2 separate regions of the Mus musculus genome follow, and region 2 is linked to region 1. The links are chromatin contacts, called in public HiChIP or PLAC-seq maps. All regions are on one chromosome and are shown on one strand. Each heading gives the region's core, a stretch centred on a gene start, on an enhancer-like site or on the middle of the called end of the contact. The rest is flanking DNA. Distances are from core to core; before and after follow the strand shown.

Region 1 (7,165 bases), core at 2,182-4,681:
GTAAAAAGAAAGTAACTTAATCTCTCTTGTAGCTTGCTAATTTAAACATTTGAAAATAGCTAGTTAAGAACAGTTCTTTGCTGCCTGTGCTGGCACACGCCTTTTGTCCCAGCTTTTGTGAGGCAGAGCTAGGTGGAGCTACAAAGTAAGTTCCAGAACAGCCAAGACTTAACAGTGAAAGCCCATCAACAAACAAACAACCCACGATGACAACAAAAATACTTTCTTTCAGCACCGTATTGAAAATGATACTGCGTATTGTATGTTTTCGTTTTCTTTTCCAGCTTCTGTTTTATTTGTGTTCTGGTTTTTTTGTTTTGTTTTGTTTTGTTTTGTTTTCTGTGACAGGGTGTTAGGATTTAGTGGGGGTGGGGTGGTACCTTGGCGGGTCTAGGGCAAGGTATGCCTTAACCTAGTGCAACAGAGATCGCTCCATGCAACAGATCTAATGCTAGAGGTTTATTGGGGGAGGGGGAGAGGAAAAGGCCATCTTAGAGTTTGGATATCTTGAGTGAGAGATAGAAACAAACGGGCATACAGAGAGAGAGAGAGACCAGGAAGGGGGGGGGGGCTGTGATATAGAGAGGGACTTTTTAAAGGGCATGTAGCATAGGAAAGTAAGCAATGCGTAGTTGATGATGGGAATGTGCCACAGGTGATGGCAACAAGCTGCTGGCATTGAGTCCCTGGAAGTCAGGCTGGTGGAGCACACAGGGTCTCAGGATGTAGCAGAAGCCAGGCTTAGTTAGAATTGAGATCCCTCTGGCTTTAACTGCCCCAATACTACAGTTACAGATTTTCTTTTTCTTATACAAGTTACAAAGTTCGGTAGAGTTTTTTTCTTGGGGGACCTATATATTTTAGGTTCACTTTACTGTGCACATCTATCCATCTATCCATCCATCCATCCATCCATCCATCCATCCACCCATCCATCCCTCCTTCCACACATCCATCTATCCATCCCTCCTTCCACACATCCATCCATCCATCCATCCCTCCTTCCACACATCCATCCACCCATCCATCCATCCATCCCTCCTTCCACACATCCATCCATCCATCCACACATCCATTCATCTGTCCATCCATCTAGGGCCAGGCTTTATAAAATTGTTCATACTGAACTGTAGTCTGTGGTTTTGCACCTTGCACCCAAAGGTCAGGACATCCAGTGACTCAGAGATGAAAAGTGAACAAGACCTCAAGAGGGAATCATTTCTGTGACCAGCAACTGGAATGAAGGAGACAGGTCTGGGTGTGTCTCCAGACGGCACATTTGTAGAAGTGGAGAAATTTTCCGCTACTTCCATTTTTACCCTGAGAGAAGGAGATGTCAGGAGCAGAATCCCAGAGTTAGCAAATAAAAATATAGGATATAGTAAATTTCATGTGGGTCATCTACTAAAAAGGTATTCACTGTTGTCTGAAACTCACATTTAATTGGGGTGTCCTGAATTTTATCTCACAATCCTAGGAACCTCTTGAAGAGAGAAGGAAAACCCTCACACTGTGTGAGAGCTAACCAAACACTCAGAAGTTAGAAAACAGAAAACCCAGTGGAGAGAGGGCTTTGTAATGAAATTCGGGTTCTTGGGTGTGGGCTTGCACATGGCCTGTGACTTCAGAAACAAGGGCACAGGCACAGGATTGAAGAGCAACTCAAGCAGTTTCTCTCCTTTTTTATCCTCCCCACTTGTGCCTTCAAGAGAACCCAGACAGAAATTTGTAAAAGAAAGATGTACTGATTATGGATTGGAATCCCAATCACAGAATGTGTTAGCATAAGAATATTTCATTCCACACTTCTCAAATATGCCATAATGTATTCCCCCAAAGCAATAAATCCTGTGCTGCAGGAGCGAATTATAAGCAAATGATAGATGCTGGCGCTTCCCTCTCTAAAGAGGCACAGAACAGATAATTCAAAAAGAACAGATTTTATTGGAACGTCAATAGTTTTCATGACACAGATACTTAAACTCCCCGTTTTCAACACACCCGTATAAAGAAAGTGATGAAAAGTTTTGTTTTTTTAAGGAAAAGATAATTTGACAGATGGAGTCTTTTTATGGGATCAGTGGAAGTGATAAAATTGAATAAATTACCAAGATTTTATCTCCCTTCCTGTAATTCTCCCTAAAGATTTAGCGGTGGCAGATTGAATCAACTAGGAAATAAATTTTCAAGTTTATAATGTGTCTAAAACAGAAATTAAAGACCAACTTCTAGCCTTTTCCAGGGCGTTATGCCTTTCAGCGACCTGCCCGAGTTCATCAAATGGACTTGCACCACAAAAGTTACCAGAAACGTTGCAGAAATTCCACAGATGGTTCACTGTCTATTATTATTGGTAGTGCCAAGAATACGTACAAATTATCGCGAACTTTAAAAAAATGGGGCAACTTAAAAACAAAGAACAACATTTTAAATAAAATTGTTTATCGTGAGGCTGGATTAGATTTTTAATCAAATTGAAGCCAGCCTTTTGGTTCACAGCATGACTCTTAGGCTATTAGAGTCATGTGGTCATGCTCCATGGCAGCATCTGTACTGGTGAGGTGGGGGACTGGAGTTAGAGACTCCTTGATAGGCAGAGAGGTAGGGGGCCAAGACTAGGTGATCAAGATGTAAACTTTCAAGATGACAGCCTCTTCCTCATTCTCAGACTTGAGACAAAGAAAAGCTGTGTAAGTTTTCACCTCCCACCAGCTGGCCCCTGCTGATGGACTCACACAACGAGTTCAAGGTGAGATGAGGACGTGTTACACAACAGATGTGAGCCAGTCAGCCATCTTGTCTTTCTTTAAACTTGACCAACCCTAAATTATAAGAGGAAGACCTTCAGAGACTTTAAGACCTCCCAGCCTTCAAGAAGCTCTCTGCTTCTCAGAGGTTCTTTTGCAAGGTGTGTTTGCTACGCGCATGTGTTTCCTCACCCCTAATTAAAAACCCTTTCTTCCCCTGCTGAGTCTGTCAGTTCCTGTTCGCCCTTTGATTTCCCCAGCCACATCTGGGTGCTCAAGATTTCCCTGCCCTTTAATGCTTTAACGGACAGAGACGATGATCCTGATAAAGACCCACAGAGGGAAGCACCAGGTGATAGTGGGCTGTTTTATTGGCAGGGCGAGCGCGCCTTACTTTAAGAGAAATAATGATAGAACAGTTGTCCTTTCTTCTCATACAATATCCTAGCAGCGCTTGTGCCTCGGTCCATTTTCTATTGCTAGAACAAAATGCTGGAAGCTGGGGATTTTATAAAGAAAGATTATTTTGCTCACAACTTTAGAGGCTAAACGTCTAGGATTCTGGCGAGGGCCTCCCGGAGGGGTGAATCACAAGAGCCAGGGTGCATATAAAGAGAGTATATGATGAGACTGGAAGCCAGAGAGGTTGTAGGGAAAAGCTCTGGGGCTCTAATGGGCCTCTGAGAACAGCGTTAGTCACTTCAAAGGGCAGCTTCCCCCAGGATCTTTCACACTTGATCTTAGCCAAAAGGCCGAGAAGCGATCCCAGGATCTTTCACTACTCCTTCCTTTCTCAAGCCTCTATTAACTCAAAACTGCCACTCTGAGAGCCAACCTTCTACCATGTGAGTCTTGGATGAAACACCTAAATCAAAGTAGCTCTCCTTAGCAGAAACAGGAGGGAGTGGTGGGAATGCAAAGTTTGTCAGATCCCTTACCCCCTCAGAGAGAGGTGAGAACCTTGAGACCCAGAGACAGGAAATGACTTCAAATAGCTCTCACCAACTGAGTGGCAGACTCAGAACTGGAGTTACGGTGATTAGCAGTGAACCAGCAAAGGCTGGCAGAATCGCCAAGGACTGGGCACAAGTCAGCCTGCACTGTTGCTTCTATACTGGCTTTCATTGCACTCTAAAATCAGATTTATGCAGGGCATGGTGGTTGCATGCACTCAAGAGGCAGAGGCAGGTGGCTGGTTATGAGTTCTAAATCATCCTGGTCTACATAACGAGTTCCAGAGCAGCCAAGTCTACATAGCAAGATCCTGTGTTGGAAAAAAACCAACCAACCAACCAAACTACCCTAGCTATACATTGGCAATGCTTAACTACATGCGCTTTGTCTTTTGTGGTAGATCATGTCCTATAGTCGCAGGTTTGTAGATCTACTTCACGGATTTTACTGCATCTATTAATAACAAGACATGGTAAGAAGGGTATAAAATGAGAGCTGTTGTGTGAAAAAATTTATTAATTTTTTAAAAATAAAAGCAGAAAGCCAACTCTTGCTTTCTGCTATAGTTCCTGTTGTTACACCATCTCCTCACTTGTAAATATTTCCCTTTGTCCATGTCTACAAACTCTCTATCATTGGTGAGAAAATCATGAGATTAAGAGTCTAATGAATTATGCAGCAATATATGCAGCAGTTTGAAGCAGGCTCACTTTCATCTCTAAATTGTAGAAGATTGTTATAGAAATATTTAATCTGCCCCACCTTTGAGTGTTCAGTTCCCGAATAAAAGACACACAACCTTTATATTTTTAATTAGCACTAGTGCTTGGCAGATGTCTACCCTCTATGCTATTAGAATATACTTTCTTATCAATAACCCTGAGTTATTAGTTACTATGTTCCATCTGGTTTGCCCCCAACTCCAATTGGCCAATCCTCATGGCTATGACTTTAACATTCTTACCCCAGGACATCTCTTCCTCTCTACACTTTCTTCTCTTTACTTCTTGATTCTACTCAAAAATTCCTTCTCAATTCTGCCCAGCTATAGTCTGTAGGCCTTTGTATGCACCAATCTGGAATAACTTTGGGGGCAAGATCACATAGTGTCATTTGGGCCTAGCAGTCTCTCTGGGGGCAATCAGGCCTTAGGGGTCAATATTAACATTACAATACAAGCTCTTGAGACCAACCCATTTCAGTAGATAAAGTTGTTATCGATGTTGTTTAGTTCTTTATGAGTTACAGTTTCATTGTATAGCCTGAAACTCAATATTTAGTCCAGGCCTCCAAGTTGTCCTGGTTAGTTTTTTGTCAACGTGACACAAACTAGAGATCTCTGAGAAAAGAAGCCTCAGGTGAGAAAATGCCTCAGTTTGGCTTGTAGGCAACTCTGCAGGGTATTTTCTTGATTAATGTTTGATGTGAGAGAGCACAACCCACTGGGAGTACGGTTAGCATTTTTTTATTATTATTATTTTTTTTTGTCTAAGATGCCCCACAGTTACCTGGCAGCACTGGCAGTTAGGGACACTGGGAAACTACCATCTAATACCAGATTTAGGGAGAAGTCTAGTAGGGTCTGACACTGAGGTAGGAAGGAAAAGGAAGTAGAACATGGGGGCAGGATATAGCTGCAGTAAAGGGATTGGGGATAGGATAGTGACGGGGTTAGTGCTCCAGGTGTGCTCTGCCCCACACTAACCTGGCAACAGCCAGGTGTGCCTGACTCACTATAGAAGGGGCTGCTTGCCCCCTCCTCTCTCTCTCTCTTGCTCTTGCCTTCCTGCTCCCGTTCTCTCTCCAATCTCTTACCCACTCTCTCTCCACGTGCTCATGGCCAGCCTCTACTCTTCTGGTCCCTCAGGGGGAAGGGATGCTACAGCATGGGCCCACTGAGGCACCCTCTTCCCCCATACCTGACTACACCTCCATAGAACATATCCCCCCTCCCTTTATCTTTTTATAAACACATCAAGCACTGCCCCCATAGGAAGGCACTCCTGGTTGAGAGAAGCAAGCCAGTAAACACCACTCCTTCGCAGTCTCTGCATCAGCTCCTGCCTCTAGGTTCCTGCCCTGAGTTCTGGCCCTGACTTTCTGATGGACTATAGACTGTAAGCTGAAATAAATCCTTTTTTTCCTCCACGTTGTTTTTGGTCCTGCGACACAAGTATTGGGCTAACCATAGATCAACCACCATGCCTGGCCTTATGTGTAGTTCCAAGTTCCAGCCTCCACAAATGCTGACATTACCGTTTTGTGTGGTATGCCTAGCTTTTCCCATGGGGGCTGGGAATAGAACTCAGGCGTTCATGTTTGTGAATTGTGAAAAACTTTTCTTCCCCCCAATAAAGTGTGGTTATCCACCGAGAATCAATGAGAAGAGTCGATATTCTGTACTGGCTTCTGAATTAACCAATCCTGAGTAGATTATGAAGGTTGGAACCCAGCTAATGAGGAGCAGCCCAGCTTCTCTTGGGTAGTTTGGATCATAGTGGAACCTTCTTTAAAAACGGAAATTGCCTTGCCAGGATTCTTGTTTCGTTCATGTGTTTCTTTTTACAACATCAAAAGTACTCTCCGCCTGGTGGTGGCTCATGCTTTTCATCCCAGCACTTGGGAGGCAGAGGCAGCTGAATCTGAGTTGGAGGCCAGCCTGGTCTAAAGAGTTCCGGAACAGCCAAGGCTACACAAAGAAATCCTGTCTTGAAAAACAAAAACAAAACAAAACAGAAAAACAAAAACAAAAACAAAACCCAAAACTTATTTTCCCATAATAGCTAATGCTCTTACCTGTTGAGCCATTTTCCTAGCCCTGGGGATAATGGTTTCTTACCTTGTGAGGTTGCTTTGAAATTAAATGAAAAAACAAATCTATAATACTCTTTGTTTTTGGCCTTGAAAAGGTGCTCAGTACATGTAACCCCCTCTCTATCCTCTCCCCAGTCCCTTTACTGCAGCTCTATCCTGCCCCCATTTTCTTCTTCCTTTTCCTTCCTACCTCAGTGTCAGATCCTCCCAGACTTCTCTCTAAATCTGGTATTAGGTGTTAGTTTTCCAGTGTCCCTAATACATTATATTCCCATGGTCCTTGCCACACGCTGCCTTTGAGATCCCACTGATAGCTATTTTCCTAATTTTGACTAGACCAGTCTGTGCTTGCTGTTTCTAGATCTCAACTGACAATCAGCCATTAACCTTGCCTGTGTACTGAAGGCCTTATGGATTCGTAGCTGTGCACCAAAATATGGCCCATGAGGGAAAAAAAAAAGTGGTCCTTGTCCTCAGATAGTCCTAGGTCAAAGAGGGATCCATTGGCAGGTGCACAGGTGCACGTAGTACTAGGTAGAGACAGAACACATACTTGTATCCCAGCTGGATTCCTACAAGCCAGGTTTGACACCCATCCTTAGTAAACCAATGAATGGAGCCAACTTAATAGTGAAAAACAGAAAAGAAAA
Region 2 (7,165 bases), core at 2,833-5,332, 120 kb before region 1:
AAGTAAAATTGTTTGAGCAAAACAATATACTGTGTGACACACTGCAGCATCCACGGTGAGATTTTGTTTTGTTTTGTTTTTGGGGGGTCGTTGCAAGGGCAGAGGGTGTATATGAAGGGCTAGAGAAATGAGCAGGACTGGGGTGCATGATGAAAAATTCACAAAGAATCAACAAAAAGTTAAAAAGGCCTCAAAAGAAAGAAAAAAGAAAGGAAGAAAGGAAGGAAGGAAGGAAGATAGAGAGGAAAAAAGAAAAAGAAACGAGAGAGAGAGAGAGCAGCATCTTTGAGTGAAATATTCTAGGACTACTTCCTTGGGATCATTAAACAGAGAGAGCAGTGATCTATAAGGAGAGCCATAGCTGCATCTCAGGCTGGTAGTTGAACTTGATAATGTGTAAGATTTTTCTACATGTTACTGATGTTTGTGGCATTCGAGCTTTAATACTGAAGGGGTTATAAAGAGCAGCTGAGGCTTGCAGTGTGAGAGGCAAGGAGAGGCCACTGGGGAAGGTGTAGCTTCAGTTGCAGTGGAGACCCCAGTATATTGGAATTGCTAGGACTCCGGATGACAAGGACAGAGGCATATGTGGAGTGGACCTCACTTGCCTAGGAGACAAGCTGTGTGTGCTGTGGTGGCAGAGCTAGAGAAGTATAGCTGCCCAAGCCCTTTGGAGCCCAGGTATCACAACGAAGTGAGTTCCAGACATGGCACAGTGCGTTGTTTATGCTGTTGGACTTTTGCTTTGCTTTGATTGTGATGGTGCCTCGATTCTTTTATTTTGTAGATTCCCCCAGTTAAGACTGGATTTTTAGAGAGACTTTGGAGTTTTAAAGAGCCTGAGTTTTCTAGAGTGTTGAAAGTTTTAAAGACTGTGGGACTTTTAAAGTTATACAAATATTAACATGATATCTTGGAGACAAGAAAGAAAAGTTGATGGTTTAATAGTGATGTATCTCTGTGTTACGTTGACCAAGGGCCAGCTGTGTTGGTTAGATTTTGTGAAGCTGACAGAAGCTAGAGTCATCTAAGAAGGAACCTCAACAGAGAAAATGCCTCCATCAGATTTGCCTGTAGGGAAGCTTTTGGGCATTTCTTTGATTAACAAGGAAGTACCCAGGTCACTGTGAATGGGCTCTGGGCTAGTGCTCCTGGGCTGTATAAGAAAGCAGACTGGTAAAGTAAGCCTGCACGCTGTACTCTTTCATGGTCTCTGCTTTAGATCCTGCCTCCAGGTTCCTGCCTTGAATTCCTGCCTTGACTTCCCCTGCTGATGGACTGAGTTTGGGAGTTAGATGATGAGATAGTTCCATCATAGTTTTTTTTACCACAACAATGGAAAGCAAATGAGGACAGAAGTTTAATCTTTAAGTATCAGGAGAGTTGATGCCTTCGGACAAAGAAACCATTCCAGGCACCTCAGCATTCATGATCGCCTTTGGATTCTGAACATGCTACTTCAATCTCTGCCTTCATTTTCACTGGGTTTTCTCTCTATGGGTCTCTGAATTGTTTATTTATTTTCGTCTCTTGAGGATACTTTCAATTGGATTTAGAGCCAACCTAATCCTGGATAATCTTGTCAAGAAATCCTTACTATAATTATGTCTGCCAAGACCCCAAATCCTAATAAGGTTACATCTTGATGTTGGGGTTGCCATAGCTTTGGTGTGGAAGCATAGCTGAGCACACTATATATGGTTTGTGTTTATTGATAAATTACTCAACTGGTATCTTGATTATGAGGTGTGAGAGACTTGCAGATTTAACTTTTGACATTGTAACATGATGTTATCATCTACAATGTTCATACTTAAGAACCATGTAATTGAGTTTTAAAAAACAACACACACACATACACATCATACACATTTACATACCATACACACATACTATACATGCACACATCTCACACACACACAGCATAAACACATACATGATACCTCATGCACGCATTGCCCACCTCTCATGTTTTAAGGAAGTTTATGTGTTGGGTTACATTCATAGTTATCCTTGATTGCATGGGGTTCATGGGCTGCTAGTTGGGCAGCCCTGGGGAGAAGTGTCTCTCAAGTGAGTCTTTGGTCTCAGTGTGTTAACTAATAATCCTGCTGTTTGTGCTTGAACACTAAAAGCTGCTGCCAGAGTCTCTGGAAGATAGTGGTGGGTGGTGTTGCTTAGAGGATGCTGGAGTTCCTGACCAGGTGTTCTAGACACCCTCAGGCACCTTCATGCCCTGGTAAAAGCAGCTTCTCACCACATTGACCTCATCTTTAACTGAATGTTAAGAAGTCTCATGATAACTTACCAGTTGTGAAGACCAATGGCTTCATGGCTCACTGTACAAACCATTTTCTCTGCTTGGTATGTGACTATTTGCCTGCTCATTTTTCTAAGCTCAGGTTGAAGTTTCCCAGTTTCTTTTACCCTGACCCAAAATGTGCCTCATCTTTCCAAACCCCACAGTACTCTTACTCTAAAGGGCTTATCTCTATGCAATGTGATCTTTATTTTTTCTACCTCTTACCTTGAATTCCTGGGTTTTCCTTCTTTTAATCTTCAGCTTCTTACCCAGCTTAAGAATATGTTACAAGTTCAATAAATATTTATCAACAATTGTCATGGAAATATTAAAACTACCATGAGCTATGAATGGCTCAGAATGACCATTACCAGAAATTAAACAATAACAAATGCTAGTGAAGATGTGAATTTGTGAACACCTTTTATACGTTGTTGTTGGTTTTATGCACTATTGATGGGGATGTAAATAGTACAACCACTATAAAAAAGAAAATGGAGGCTTCTCCAAAGAAGATGAAGGAGGGGGAGGAGGAAGAGGAGGAGGAGAAAAGAAGGAAAAGGAGAAGGAGAAAGAAGAAGAAGAAGAAGAAGAAGAACAAGAAGAACAAGAACAAGAAGAAGAAGAAGAAGAACAAGAACAAGAAGAACAAGAAGAAGAACAATAAGAAGAACAAGAAGAAGAAGGAGGAGGAGGGGGAGGAGGAGGAGGAGGAGAAGAAGAAGAAGAAGGAGAAGGAGAAGAACAAGAAGAAGAACAAGAAGAAGAACAAGAACAAGAAGAACAAGAAGAAGAACAAGAAGAAGAACAAGAAGAACAAGAAGAAGAACAAGAAGAAGAAAAGAAGAAGAAATAACTACAAATACCAGATGGGGAAAATGGTTCAGTTGGAAACTACTTACTGTGCAAGTGTGAAGACCTCAGCTCAGATCCCCAGTCACTGTATAAAATGTCTGGTCTGGTGAGTGGCACACACCTGAAATCCTAGCATGGGGGAGGTGGAGACAGGAGGATCACTGTAGCTCACTGGCTTGATAATCTTGTTGAATCAATGACCTCCAGGTTTAGTGAGAAACCCTGTCTCCCCAAAACTATGTTGGAGCGCTGTAGAGGAAGACATACATCATTGGCCTCTGGATTACATACTCATGCACACACAAAGTAAAACTACAATACGAGCCAGCCACCCCACTTCTGAATATGAAATCCATCACTGCCGTTTCTCCTTTATCGAAAGAAGCAACATTAATAATGCTAAGCTGGGCGTGGTGGCACACGCCTTTAATCCCAGCACTTAGGAGGCAGAGGCAGGCGGATTTCTGAGTTTGAGGCCAGCCTGGTCTACAGACTGAGTTCCAGGACAGCCAGGGCTATACAGAGAAACCCTGTCTTGAAAACAAACAAACAAACAAACAAACAAACAGCAACAACAACCCCCCAATAGAAAAACAAACAAACAAACAACAACAATAACCCCCCAAAATAATACCTAAAATGTGGACTGAATTTCCACATCCATTAGTTGACAGACAGATAAGGAGAGTATAGCATTGATGCATAACACTAGTCAGACAAAAGGCTGAAATCCTGACATTTGCAACAATATAAAATAAAGTTAGAAACGTTTAAATAAAATAAGCCAGGCATACAAAAAATAAGTGCCACGTACTCTTACTTACATGTGGAAGCTAAACGGCTGTTCTTAGAGAAATAGAGAGCAGAGTGGTGGTTACCAGAGTCTAGGAGGGGAGGAGGAAGGGCGAGATGTTAAGAGGATGGTTACCAAATGCAGTTGCATAGAAGAGATAACATCTAATGTTCTCAGCACAGTGAGATCACTGTGGTCAACAACAACTAACTGATTATTTCACGGTAGCTAGTAGAAAAGGTTTTGACTATCCCTAACACAGAGAAACAATAAATGTAGGAAAGGATGGAGGTGGCAATGGCTCCAATCTGATTTCCAAACTCTGGATCCATGCACAGAAAAGGTCACACTGTGTTCTACAAGTGTGTACAAAAGTATCAATTATAACAGAAGATAGTTAAAGATGATTACTAATATTTGGCTCAGTGGCCACGATGCCTTTGGTCCAATCCCCAGAAACCCCACCCCCCAATTGAATAATTAGCTTGCAATAAATGCACTCAAATACTTTGTAGGTGGGAATGCTTCCCCATGGTATCTAGCAAAGAAAACCATCCAGGAGAGAGAATGAGAGAAGGAACTGGGTACCCATGCCTGATGGTTTGGTAAAAATGGCCCCATAAGACCATACGGAGTGGCAGTATTAGGAGGTGTGGTCTTGTTGAAGTGGGTGTGGCTTTGCTGGAGAAAGTATGTCACTAGGGAGTGGGCTTCGAGGTCTCAGAAGTTCAAGCCCAGGCTTAGTGGCTCACAGTCACATGAAGACCTGCTACCTGCAGATCAAGAGGTTGACCTCTCAGCTCCTTCTCTAGCACCATGCCTGCCTGCACGCTGCCATGCTTCCTGTCATGATGATAATGAACTAAACCTCTGAACTGTAAGCCAGCCCCAATTAAATGTTTTCCTTTATAAGGGTTGCTGCGGTGATGGTGTCTCTTCACAGCAGTAGAAACCCTAGCTATGACATCACACATTGCTAGTAGAATACATTTTTTTTCCTTTCCTCTAAGTAACGACTTTCTTTCAATCATGTCCCTTTAGAGCAGCTCAACCTCCCAGTGCTGAGTGGCCTTGTTGATCTAAGAGAGAGATCTCATTTCCTTGCCAGTGATTGGCTCAAGAATGGACTTGTCAATCAGTTGTGGTCCACGACAAAGGAAAACTTGTGAGAAATATCCCCTTGTTCCTGAGGAGAGCAGAAATAGATGCTTTCTCCTCTTCCTTAGAGTCTCATCAGGTCTGGAGAGGATACCTGGAAAGATCAATGTTATCTTGGCATAGTCAGACTCAGGATGATGGTCAGAGCTTGAGTCTGTGGAGACTTGGTGGGACCCCAGCCTGTCTGCCCTCCTCTCCCACTAGAGGCTGTGATCGTACCAAACAACACATCTTCCTGTTGCTGAAGGCTGTTCAGTCGTGGCCCTGGAACTTAAGACTGAAGGCAGTCCAACAGCATAGGGCCTGAGTTCAGCAACTTCTTAGCTTAACTGAAAGGCTGTGTCTCTTGCAAGTCTGGTCCTGTACTGGGATCTAGGAGCATGAACTATGGTGTCCTCTGGCCTGGTACTCGTAAGCTTGAGCTGGCTTCATCTATTTGACTATACCCCTCAGATGGCAGAAAGTAAGGCTCTTTCTCCAGATGATTAAGTAAAGCCTGGTTACGAACTGTCTGAGGGAAAAGATAGAAAGCCACAGGGCAGAGCTAGAAACACGTCTGCTATTATGCTATACCCTTCACCTGCCTGGTACTTATGAGTAAGTTGCTCTCTTTGAACCTTGTCAAACATTCTAGATGGATAGGTGGGAGATCAGACACATAAAAATGTGAAACCATAAGGAGATGAAAAGAGATTATGTATGCTTTTATTTTTTAATTTAATTTTAGTTTTTAAAATGTATTTTTCATTTTTTATGTACATGCTTGTGTATCTGTTTATCTGCCATGAATATGTGGGTGTCCTTAGGGGCCAGAAGAGGGTATTGAGTCTCCTGGAGCTAGAGTTTCAGGTGGTCGTGAGGGTTTCAGCCCTCTGGGAAAGCAGTGAGTGCTCTTAACTGCTGAGCCATCTCTGCAGCCCACAAAAGCTTTTAAAACTAATTTATGGCTGAAAAAGAGCCAGCACACAACACAAATCACAGCAGTCATTAAGTAAGAGATTAAAAATTTAGCTACATTAAAAAAAAAAAGACCCTCTCTGTGTGCAAAATGACCATAAGCAAAGTGAAGAGTCAATGCTAACAGAGAAGCAGACATGTGGCTCATGGCTACATAATCAGTAAGGAAGAGACCCAATCCCGGGATATTATATCCTGCTTGACAACTTGGCGTAACTATCGGATTACAAATAACACTGGTTCTGCAGCTTGATTTGTAGGCTTTATTGATAAGATCTATCTCATATGTTGATGCCAATCCTATTAAATTACTTGTACATGTCTATAACTAGAAATCACTTAGGTATGAAGTGAATTATGATGGCATTGTTGGAATGATCATCAATATGGAGAATGGTTGTTCGGAGGACCGTGCTAAAGTCATAGCTTGCCACCCGTCGTAAAAGATTGTATGCTGGTGTGAAATGATCTCAAAATTAATGAAGACCATTGAGAGACAGGGCACAATAGCAAATTTCCCTTTGTGGAAATGAAAGACGGTGGGTGGTACTTTTATACAAACTCACTTAAACATTTCTTCAAAGAAAAGTAAGACACTGATGCTGTGGGTGTGGGTGAAAGGGGTTGGCTGGAGCTACAGGGAGCAGGAAGGCCCCACTAGCTGTAGTTACGGCTTGTTGAATTAGGATTATGGGGAGGTGTTATCTACCTAAATGCATATGCTACACTTTAGAAATATTTTGAAGGACAGTGCAAGAAATAAACCTCTAACACTTGAGAAATAAAAACCCATCAGGCAGAGTGGCACACGTCTGTGATGCCAGATTCTGGGAAGGTTGAGGCGTGTGGATCACAAGTGCCAGGCCAGCTGGGCAACATAGAGAGACTCCACCTTAAAACAAGAAAGAAAACAGAAAACAAAGACCTGAGAATCAGATCCTGGAACGCCAGTGTACCTGTTCAACACGAGCAGGGTCAAACACCCCCACGGGCATCTACCAGTCTGCCGACCCCAGGACAGGTTGGGCCTTGACTTGTCAACTCCAAATCCCTCCAGCCATTTTTATCTCTCTTGGTCTAAGATCAACCTTGTCATCCAG

What was found. HiChIP or PLAC-seq counts read pairs in DNA pulled down with a chosen protein or histone mark.
Region 2: a contact with region 1 is called in an H3K4me3 HiChIP or PLAC-seq map of the SCID.adh cell line, with 10 read pairs. The contact joins two enhancer-like sites. A contact is called at or near these places in 4 of 39 promoter capture datasets (embryonic stem cells, frontonasal cranial neural crest, liver and 1 more), 9 of 484 Hi-C or Micro-C datasets (3T3-L1-derived adipocytes, the C2C12 cell line, LSK cells and 4 more), 4 of 115 datasets of contacts at active chromatin or transcription factors (the SCID.adh cell line, T-cell acute lymphoblastic leukemia, double positive thymocytes and 1 more) and 1 of 9 other capture datasets (embryonic stem cells).

The regions. Positions count from the first base shown.
Region 1 is chr12:54,218,112-54,225,276 of GRCm38.p6, reverse strand. No RefSeq gene overlaps it. Among named protein-coding and RNA genes, the nearest start is that of 1700104L18Rik, 12 kb to the left of the region's middle. Within about 2 kb of position 3,431, at least 16 of the 459 cell types and tissues checked have an H3K27ac peak or open chromatin away from gene starts, as enhancers often do. A contact at or near this core is called in the SCID.adh cell line, where this site is marked.
Region 2 is chr12:54,340,603-54,347,767 of GRCm38.p6, reverse strand. No RefSeq gene overlaps it. Among named protein-coding and RNA genes, the nearest start is that of Gm35895, 6.6 kb to the left of the region's middle. Within about 2 kb of position 4,082, at least 5 of the 459 cell types and tissues checked have an H3K27ac peak or open chromatin away from gene starts, as enhancers often do. A contact at or near this core is called in the SCID.adh cell line, where this site is marked.